Linked DNA regions of Salmo salar: region 1 is linked to region 2. The links are chromatin contacts, called in public Hi-C maps. All regions are on one chromosome and are shown on one strand. The core of a region is the stretch at or near the end of the contact, and the rest is flanking DNA. Distances in the headings are between cores, read along the strand shown. Region 1 overlaps LOC106585190 (F-box and leucine-rich repeat protein 17). Region 2 holds the start of LOC106585191 (ephrin-A5b).

What was found. A called contact is a pair of places that touch in the nucleus more often than the background predicts.
Region 1: a contact with region 2 is called in a Hi-C map of gill, with 4 times the contacts expected there. The contact joins the enhancer-like site here to the promoter of LOC106585191 in region 2. A contact is called at or near these places in 2 of 3 Hi-C or Micro-C datasets (gill and muscle).

What each region holds. Positions count from the first base shown.
Region 1 is chrssa24:6,660,696-6,666,442 of Ssal_v3.1, forward strand. The region is part of intron 6 of LOC106585190 (F-box and leucine-rich repeat protein 17); the gene reads right to left. Among protein-coding and RNA genes, the nearest start is that of LOC106585190, 13 kb to the right of the region's middle. Within about 2 kb of position 4,461, at least 1 of the 13 cell types and tissues checked has an H3K27ac peak or open chromatin away from gene starts, as enhancers often do. A contact at or near this core is called in gill, where this site is marked.
Region 2 is chrssa24:6,277,863-6,283,423 of Ssal_v3.1, forward strand. It overlaps LOC106585191 (ephrin-A5b), which reads right to left and starts at 2,757. Exons shown (of 4, transcript XM_014171127.2): 1 at 1,642-2,757. The coding sequence starts at 1,766. LOC106585192 (a long non-coding RNA gene) reads left to right here and starts at 2,889. Exons shown (of 3, transcript XR_001323918.2): 1 at 2,889-3,055; 2 at 3,203-3,361.

The DNA of each region.
Region 1 (5,747 bases), core at 3,211-5,710, 380 kb after region 2:
CCACCTCAAGCACCTGGGGAGTGGGGGGGACGTTTGATAGCCTGCTCCCCTGTGTTGCCTGATAGTCATCATTAGAGGGACCAGCATCCCTACAGCTCAGAAACACAGCAGCTCTAACTGGTGGTTACCTCACAGATGGACAATCACAGCGAGAGGGTGGGGGAGACAGAGGCAGAAGAAAGGAAGAGCCGAGAGGAAAGAGCGAAAGAAAGCGAGACAAGAGATGAAGAACAGAGAGACTAGGCACATTGCAGCACAAATCATGTAACGTCTATATGGGAGAAGGCTACGGTAATCTCATCTATGGTCTGGAATGGATGCATGTGGATAATGTCATTTTTTTTTTTTTAATTACAAATTAAAATTGACAACACATCACTAACCAAACAACAACAAAAACACCACACGTAAACACAACAACGCCGTTCTCTCTCCTCCTATTACTGATTCAAAGGAACATTTCTAAACCTTCCTTTCATATCACAATTTCATTCGGACAAAAACATCTAAATACAACTGTTGCATATATAGGAGGGCTGTAACGAAATTTCAAGACCAAGAAATAAATAAGTCACTAATATTATAAATAATGGTAAAGTTGAGATAAAATAGACAGCAGTTTCTCATTATGTACATCATTTGTATGAAGTGACATATTATCGATGGGTATAATGATTTTGTATGACGTCAACATGACTGTGTCATCTCACACCAGCTCTCAGTCTGAACGGCAGGGTCACGACACAAGCTGGGCCGCTGGTGAACTCTCAGCTATTCACGCGGGTAGGAGACCCCGCCCATTGTGACCCCCACATCCATCAGGTCACTTCCTGTCCTTGGTAATACTTCAGGTCCAGTAGCGTGTCGTGTCATCCCAACATGCTCAAGCCAAAGTAGACGGATCCTCCATGTCCCACAGAAAGGAGAACGCCACTGGAATGTTTTCTCTTGGGAGGGAAGACGGCTGTGGAGAGCGTTCCTCCCGTCCACAGGTCAGGATGGTTCTACTTATCTCTAATCAATCCAAAATACTTCCCGGGACAACTTCTCAGAGAGGGAGAAAATTCCGTCTGGCTTGCCCAATATTTCCCATGTGTCTCCCAGTGTTTAAACTAGCCAGGAGGGGTGTCATGTCAGAACAGGTCTCCCATAACTGACAGCACTTGTTACCACTTCCTGTTCCCCGGTTCTCCCTTTGTTCTAGCTAGTTAAATCTGATGTAGCATAAATACACAGATCACTGACTAATCATCCTGCACTGGACTGTTATTGGCCCATTATGTCCTCTAAAAACACTTCTCTGGCTTTAATTACACCGTAATGTTCACAAGCTGTCAACCTATCAGGGAGGGATATGAGGTGTATGTGACTGACCAATGGCTAAACAGACGCCAGTCATTGTGACACCACGTCACCCTGAGTGTTCCGTGGTCCCCGTTCGGAGTTCTGTTCACACAAACACAGCCGTCACACGCCACCCTCTCCCAGGCGACGAGGATTAGCCAAGATGGACAGGGAAAAAGGAGAGGAAACATGAAAAAAAAGGGGGATATATGCAAGTAATTAGAGCTAAATTGAGGGCACATGGTAATCTATTGCAGGTCATCTCCAATTCCAATTACACATACACACATTTAAGCTAATTAAAACTGTGGTTAATCAAAACTGTGTGTGTGTGTGTGTGTGTGTGTGTGTGTGTGTTGTAATATATATATATATATATATATATATATATATATATATATATATATATATAAATAACAGACAGACATGTTCCCAGGAGCGTTTCCAAGACAGACAGTTCCTATTGGGAATTTTCATGGAAAAAGCCCCATGAGCACTAACATGTGAAGTTCAAGTTCATAGGAGCATATCACATTTGATGTCAAATGAAAGCTAAGAGTTCTATATTTTGGATTTAAAAAAAGGTATATACAGTACATCAAATGTTCAACCATATTCCATCCTAAAAAATGAGGAATAAGCAAAGCCTTGATTTCTGGTCAAATAGATGGAAAGGGGGTCTTTGAAAACATTGAGCAGAAAAAGCCTTAAAAAAGGTATTAGAAATACATCAAAACACAATAATGTTAAAGTAAAGACCCCTTCTACTATATAATATCAGCACTTCTATTGAGTTTTGCAGAAAATATTTGCCTTCTGTAAGTTAAAGAAATATTAAAACCCACATAACTTTAAGATATTTGCTAATTTCTCTCCCTCGTGAGGATAATGAAAGTTCACTGAAGTAGTAAGAAGCAAAAAGGTAGACCTAATAATTAGTTAGTGTTTTTACTGATAATTTGATTTATTAAGTGATTAAAACCTGTCATTCTGTTACCATAAGCCCCTCTCTCTTTCCATTTATTGTAACCAGCCCTCTCGCTCATTGAAGACCGACCGACCCCGGAAGTCCATGGACGTCGAAAAGTAGTTGAAATTTGGTCAGTCCAAATTCTAAGCCAATCATAGACGTCTGTTCCACAAGTTTGGAAAGCACAATACAGTCAATTATACTCTAGTGTACTCTACTGTACTGTAATAAACTCTACAGCACTCTACTGTGCTGTACTGTCCAAACTTGTGAATGACGTTTATGATATTACATTTTTCTACCTTTGCATGTACCTATTCTTTATGGATCACCATGAACAGAATGACATATAGTATAGTATAGTACAGATCAGGGACCCATGATGTCATTCTGTTACCATTATCATGTTACCGGGTGTTAATCCATGTCAATTACTAAGTGATTCCTCATGATACCAAGACATAAAAAGGCCATGATTTTGGGGATTTTTACTAAATGCAATCCATAGACAACTAGTCCTTTGGAGATAGAATTGTTGACATTTGTATCTAAAAACATAATTTTTGAAATAATTAAAGTTGGCATATTCATGCCATTTTGGCTTCACCCAGGCCCCCTTCCAGACTCCATAATGGTTCATCTGTAGGTGCTACAAAGAAAATATTGGTGTCATATGAAGCTTTACCGCTTGCTGTGTAATATGAGTAGTATTTTGACATCAATAGCTTTTTCGACATAAATGTATGAATATAATAAAATACACATGCATATAGAAAATATATCTTTTTTTATTTGGCACATTTCATTATATTACTTTTACATACAAATGTCAAATATATGTCAACAATCCTTCCTCCAAATGACTATTCTATGGATTACTATCGAAAATCCCCAACATGTTTTTGTATAGTTTTGTGATGAATCACTATTGCAGTTCAATAACCAAATTAGATGTTTTCAAACTCAAGGTGTCATATCATTTTTGAAAAACGTGGTCACATAAAATGAGGGAGATTTTACCGTCATTCTGTTACCAAACTACATCTGCACTGTTCTTTGAGTAAATGTGTTTTTGTAATATTTTCTGTGGAAATTGTTAAAAGTAGTCATTGTGCATAGAGTTGGTTTGATAAACTATGCAAATCAGTGATTTTTGTTTTGGCAAAACAACACTGTTACCGTGTCATCACCTCGCTGGAGAAACGCACTTTTATTCCACCAGGAAAGGAGAGGAAGGAGAAGCAAAGGAAGAGGGAGAAAAAAATGTGGCTAAACGTTTCTAAAATTGCGATAGTCCTGTGCAATTGTGAGGAACTAATAGAATATAATTATTCATGTCGAAGAATGGGGTGCGATCTGTTGAGCTGATAAGCCTACACAATACTTTGTCTGTGTTGACAAAACTCTCAGCTCAACTTCCGGGGACGTCTCTCTCCTAGCCAAGGACACATTAATATGAGAAGAGGAGGAGTTTGGTATTATATAAGTCTTTGTCCTCTGAGGCAGACAGAGAGAAAACAGAATATGAAAGGCAAAACAATAAGAGCTCAAAACAACGTCTGAAAACAGACAAACAATCCCTACAATGGCAGAGATTCTGTAAATATGGACAAGATAAATAGAGTATGAACACACACCATTTTATTCTCTACTTACACAGGTGAGGTGATCCCATTTTAAAAACAAAAACACTTTTCTAGTCCGACAAACTTCTTCTGGAAAGTTCTCTCTATTCCTCCTCCCACACGGCAGCCTAGCAGAGAGAAACATTCAGCAGTTCAAATCAGCCAGTTCACCTAAGTACTGTGTGGACACAGAGAGCTGTCAGGGAGATGGGGAGAGAAAAGGAGAGAGAGTGGGTGGGGGAAAGAGAGCGAGAGAGAAATAGAGAGCAAAAAAAAAAAAAAGAAGAGAGATAAAGACCCAAACATGAGAGCTTCACCTGAGAAATCACCGGAGCCCAAAAATAGTCATTCTCTGCATCTGTACAGACTCCATTGGCCAACACACACAGCCAGCCAGCCCAGGCTAACTAGCTGAGATCTGACAGGGAAACGGAAGGTGAGAGCAGTGACTCCAGCCAGTCACACAGGCCATAGAAGTCATTATTCCTCGACTTCTACACGCGGAAGAATAGTCCTCCTACAACACCCAATGTAGTTTTTTTTTTAATTTATTTTTTTAAATAGGCCAGCTTGAAAGAGAACTGTCTACTTCATCAGCTTAGTGTGACAGACTCCCTTCATGAAAGGATTCACTTTTTTTCCCTAAACTGTTAAAGACTTCCAGACTAGATACTGTATGTTGATGAGAGCAGGAAGCCTCGAGCCAAAGAAGAGAGAAACCACCGTAAGAGTCGAGCGAGAGCACAGAAAAGTACTCCGGCTTTTTTAATTATTCAATTAGAAGAAGGCCAGAAAGGAGGGGAGGAGGAGGAAAGGAAAAAGGACAGAACACCAGAGTCGAGGGATCATCTCCATTCCTCACTGATTGAAAGGGACAGGATCCTGTTACATTACATTAGGGAAGGGGGGGGGGGCAGGAAAAGAGAAAGGGAGGCAGTGGGAAAGATGAGGCATGCGAGCGAGAGAAAGAGAGAGGACCTGTCAGTGAGTGAATTGGGGGCCGTTGTGATAAAAGATGTTTCGTAAAGGCTTCAGATGTCAGAGTAGACCTGGCGGTGCCTGGCCTCCTAACCCCACAGGACAGAGGGAACTGTACACGCAACTCCCGCAGACGGACAGAGAGAGAGAGAGAGAGAGAGAGAGAAGGGAGAGGGCAAAGGACCAGGGATAAGAGAGAGAAGAACTGACAATGCTTTCTAAACTATGACCTCAGAGGAAGATGAATTTGTCCAGTGAAAAATGAGGTGAGAGAAAAAGGAGAAGGATAAAGAGAAAGCGAACATGTCCTATTCTCATTGAGAGAAGCCTACACTGCTACACACAGCAGATCAGAAACATTTCACTAGGAAACGAGACTTGTTTTTAAACGCAGTCAACTAAATCCTCTCATTAAAAAACGTCATAGGCTAGATACCGTAGGGCACATATGACTTAGTCAAAATATGTTTATCCTCAGTCTCCCACTAAAAAAAGTCTGTAAATGTAAAATAGTTCATTTATGTTTACGAGCTAAACACAGGAGAAAACATGAAAACCAGCAGCCAAATTCGGATCTAGAGATATAGAGATTTCTCCCTAGGCCTACAAGACAACTGTAAACAAATCACAATTTTGCCCACTTTCCTTCTTACGGAGATTAAATCAATTCTTTAATCTGGTCCAAAAATGTCCAATTAGAAAAGGGAATTACTTATCGAGCTATTGCATTTGATTCCTCAAAACAGTTGGGGAGAGAAACTCAAGCAGGCAACGCTGTGAGAGAATGAGAATCCTCTACGGAGAGGAGAGAGGAAGGAAAGTGTTCCTGT
Region 2 (5,561 bases), core at 1,507-4,006:
CAATTTCAATATTATTTTAAATTATTCGATACAAATATTTTTTCTCCACGAAAATAAAACCATTTTTTTTTGGCCAATTCTTGTTGATATCACCCATATTTTGTGGAAAAGTTTCAGATTATAATGTATCCTAACAGCTACATGCACGCTTGGATGTCCAACGTCTTTTATTCAATATTCAAGAAACTAAAGTTCGTTACATCAACGAAATCCATTAAGTGGGTTTTTTAGGTGCAAAATGTGGTTTGGAACTTTGTTTGTTTATGAATGTACCCCTCAAATAGGTTATCATTGCGAGCACAATGGTTTTGGAGCAGAAGTGTCACAGTTCCCGAACTACCTGGCCGTGGGCTAATAAATTGGTGGATACATTCTACATTTCCTATTTTGATCATCAATTTATTTGAATGTTTGTGATTTTAGACTGTATGCCAATAACGTTACCTATCGAAACTCGCAAGAAGTAGAACACTTTAGTGCAGCAAAACTGATTGCTTTCAGAACTTTTTGGGACTTTTCAGTCATCCTCCAATTGAATTACACCATTTACATAGGCTATTAATTACATATCTATGACTTAAACCTATAAACCAAAATAGTCGCATAATGATATAATAATTCTAAGTAGGTGAACAATTTTTGGGGGAAATCCAGAGGAGTTTTACCTTTTCCATTGGATTAAAACATGTTTTCCGAATGAGAACAATAAGTGGATTGGATAAATCCTTGGTGAACAGCTCATATCATGATCAAAAGAAAAGACAAGAAATTAAAAGACGAAATGAAGTCCAACCTATATCAGCCTGTCGAAGCTTTTTGTTCCTGATTGAGTGGGCAAGGCCTATTGATTTCTGATAATCTTCAAAATTGTAAGAGGGATCCGCAAATGTGCCGATAGGCTACAACTAGTGCCAATACATAAACTGAAGGCCTAAAGACTTGAGTGGTTCCCCTTTTCACCCCGCTTGTTGTTCTTACAAATACGAAATCTGGGTTAATCATGGTGCCATGTTTGACCAGCATTTGCTACCTGGAGTGGAATTCCGCTCCTTCGAAGATGAGAGAAGTTGGCTACAAATACGCGAGTACGCCGTCCAAACGACGCAATGATCCACGCGGTATCCTACATGCGCCAACAGCAGGCTTACTCTAATGAAATAACGTTCCATGATTTAACCCGGTGTCTATCCAGAAAACCGGCACTAGCGCCCACTCTTAGGTGGGGGTTAGATTCAGTTAACACCGAATGCTGGTACTGGAACACGCGCGAATTTACTCCCCAACAGTGCGCTTTTCGGGTAACACATCGAAGGCTTATTATATGCCAAGATGACAGATTTGATAACTTGACGAGTTTGATTACTGTTGATTGTATACAATTCAGTGTAGCATATATCCCAAATAGGCTAGCCTAAATCCAACCCGGTGTGCACAGGTTGTGTTCTGTTGCATCAATAGCCTACCCACATTTCTGGGAAATATAACCCATCTGAGTGATGTGTCCAATAGGCAGTAATCTATACCTTAAATAAAAGTCACCGCCATCGGTCTATATATTTTATCCACCGAAACGTTTTGGGCGGCCCGTGTGGAGAACATCGACTCGCTTCGGCCCCACTGGCCGCTCTGAGTGGCACCTACCTGGGGTTGGTTCGGTTCCAGAAGACGGCATAGCGGTCGGCCACCACCTTGGAGCTGGGTTCCTGGCTGAATACACACATCCATATCACCAGAAAGACGAATAGCACCATCTCCACTTGCAGCATCACTACAGCAAAGTTCGGCACGTATTCCTCTTCGATGCGGGGTGACTGCGGCGTCAGTCAGTTTAGGGTACACTTCAGCAGGAGAGATGCTCTCTCTTGTTTACATTTGTGTGCCTTTTCTGTCCTCTGTCGCAGTTTATGGATGGCAGAAATAGGCAAGACAATTCAACAACAGAAAATCGCTATCTCCTGCCCCAAGGTGCGAGAGGCTTTGATAGCGCAACCTGCAACAGAGATGACGCCTCGTTGGTCAATTGGAATCACACTTAATTTGACGACAGTAGCAGGTGAAGTTATCAAATGCGAGTGTCACTGTGGTTAGTGCTTCTCTCTTCAGGTTCAGTGTCTGGTTCAGTTGTATAATATGTTCATGGGACATCCGTTTGATGGTTCCAGTATGCGTAAAAATTACTCCTAGGCCAGACAAAATATGTTCACATAAATATACACATAGGGATATCAAACAAATAACGATAAAACAGTTGTTAGAAGTCCCCTCTAACAGACTACAGCAGTCTCTGTACGGTCATGCGCTGAGCTGGATCGGTGTCAAAATTGAGTAAGGAAAAGGAGCAATATGTGTCCAATGTCCCCCTATAGCTCGTGTCCTTCAATGTCCACGTTTTCAGAGATGGAACTTTGGAAAGCCATATAGGCAACCCCCGATTGTAGTCTAGTCCTTTTTTTCGTAACGGTGTCTCTGCTCCGTTCGCAGACTGGCCGAAAAAGGCAGCTATCCTTTCTCAGCGCTGTCTTGGAAGTGTCAAGGGGGTGGGGAGGAGTCCGTCCTCGTCCTCCGAGCCTCTCTCATGCGCTACTGCTGGGTGACAGTAGAGACGCTTCCTTACCCGGAACCCAAATGGCAGCATTCCACTGCATCCTCTTCATATATAAGCATTGGCGAGAAAAAATAAAACACGCTTTATTCATGTGCTTCTTTCCCCTGATGTTTAGATTCAACGGGACGAGACTAAAGGGACGGTGAGAGCAAAGGCAGCCCGGTGCAGCCAGAAAGTGGGTTCGGTTACAGCCGAACGGAGGATAGTCCCATTGGTTTGAATTTTGAATGGGCGTCACACTAACAAAGCAAAAGCCCCTCCCCTTCCAACCGAACTAATTCAATTACTATGAGGTAGCTGGAAGTATCGTTTGCACTGGGAGAAGGAGCTCAGGACAGGGACCGAGATATAGCCTGTCAGATCACACTGATTAACGCACCGCGCGGGCTATTTCATTACCGAGCAAACGGACACAGACCAAGGTTCGAGTTACGATCTGGACCGATAATGGTGTGTGTGTGTGTTTGTATCTCATTAACTCAGAATAGAATCGAGCACAACACATTTCCTGTTCTTTTGACACACATCTGTAGCCCCGGGTCTATAGCTATCTTGTGATTAAAAAAAACAAACTGCAACAATACATTTTTCATCCAGAGTTTCTCCATGATGACATGACCCTCCACAGCGGATGGATATCCAACTTGTTGCAGTGTGGTATCGATGCAGCGCCCAGACGCCCCGTAGTGGAGACAAGGAAAATCAACCAAGGCTACTCCTACAGTACAACTGGCACAACGAAGTCCGACTACAGAGGTTATGAAAACATGTTATGGCAATACTATATATGTATTTTACAGAGAGTATAGGACACAATAGGACATTTAAGATGTATAAAACATTATATTAAATGTTAGCTAGTGAGACTTGCACCTTTATTTTATAAGGTAAGTAGAGTGAACTACGAGCATGGTGATTAGTCGACATAATTATTAGCTACTCTTCTGTTTATTAGTGTGGCTTGCGAACGCAGGCACACTTTCAATATTTAACTTTTATTAATTCTATACGCGTCAGAAGGTATTGTTACCACAACAGTTATAGTTGAAACTACACAGATATAAAGGGTTAGCCACGTTTTAACCACCGTGTGACAGGTGTCTGTTGAGCCATAGCCTCAACAGACACCAATATTTAACTGTTATTAATATTTAACTGTTATTAATTCTATACGCGTCAGAAGGTATTGTTACCACAACAGTTATAGTTGAAACTACACAGATATAAAGGGTTAGCCACGTTTTAACCACCGTGTGACAGGTGTCTGTTGAGCCATAGCCTCAACAGACACCAATATTTAACTGTTATTAATATTTAACTGTTATTAATTCTATACGCGTCAGAAGGTATTGTTACCACAACAGTTATAGTTGAAACTACACAGATATAAAGGGTTAGCCACGTTTTAACCACCGTGTGACAGGTGTCTGTTGAGCCATAGAGGGGCCAGGAGAAGAATGGGAGGAGGGGAGCTAGAGAGAAGGAGAAGAGGAGGGATGGTGGTGGGGAGGAGATTAGATGGGTCACAGCTCATACTTTAAAATAGTCCTTTTGACCTCGTCCTGGTAGCTGGTGTATACTGAACACACACAGATTGGAACTCAGGCCACTGACAGCTACCAGGAGAGGAGGAGAGCCTAGAGGTCAAAGAACACTCGTTTTCACAGCCACTTTACAGCCGTAACTGCATTCCTTTCCTGCTGGGTCTCTCTCTCTCTCTCTCTCTCTCTTGCTCGCTCTCTCCACACACAATCATACACCAACAATGCACAGACACTAATGTCTGTCCATGAAAAGAAGATTGGGCTGCTGTGTATGAGAACCCCCTACTGCCCACAATTCTCTTTATCAGGGAAACAGCCATTTACCCTGTCCCCTCTTAAACTCACACAAACAAACACAATACACAGACACCAGAAATTCTCTCTGTCTCCCTCTTTAACCTGCAGTCCCATTGGGTGGCTGTGATTACATCTATCTGCTACAGGCCTAGTTTTCTTCCAGGACCATCCACACATTCTCATGGAGAAATAACAAGGAGCTTGAACTCCATTTCCAAGAAAATTGTTTATTTTTTCACTTGATTGATTGGTGTTGAAAAATACAATTTCAACAAAGAACATTGTGATAGTACAGTCGTGGCCAAAAGTTTTGAGAATGACACAAATCTTAATTTTCACAAAGTTTGCTGCTTCAGTGTCTTTAGATATTTTTGTCAGATGTTACTATGGAATACTGAAGTATAATTACAAGCATTTCATAAGTGTCAAAGGCTTTTATTGACAATTACATGAAGTTGATGCAAAGAGTCAATATTTGCAGTGTTGACCCTTCTTTTTCAAGACCTCTGCAATCCGCCCTGGCATGCTGTCAATTAACTTCTGGGCCACATCCTGACTGATGGCAGCCCATTCTTGCGTAATCAATGCTTGGAGTTTGTTAGAATTTGTGGGGTTTTGTTTGTCCACCCGCCTCTTGAGGATTGACCACAAGTTCTCAATGGGATTAAAGTCTGGGGAGTTTCCTGGCCACGGACCCAAAATACCGATGTTTTGTTCACCGAGCCACTTAGTTATCACTTTTGCCTTATGGCAAGGTGCTTCATCATGCTGGAAAAGGCATTGTTCGTCACCAAACTGTTCCTGGATGGTTGGGAGAAGTTGCTCACGGAGGATGTGTTGGTACCATTCTTTATTCATGGCTGTGTTCTTAGGCAAAATTGTGAGTGAGCCCACTCCCTTGGCTGAGAAGCAACCCCACACATGAATGGTCTCAGGATGCTTTACTGTTGGCATGACACAGGACTGATGGTAGCGCTCACCTTGTCTTCTCTAGACAAGCTTTTTTCCGGATGCCCCAAACAATCAGAAAGGGGATTCATCAGAGAAAATGACTTTACCCCAGTCCTCAGCAGTCCAATCCCTGTACCTTTTGCAGAATATCAGTCTATCCCTGA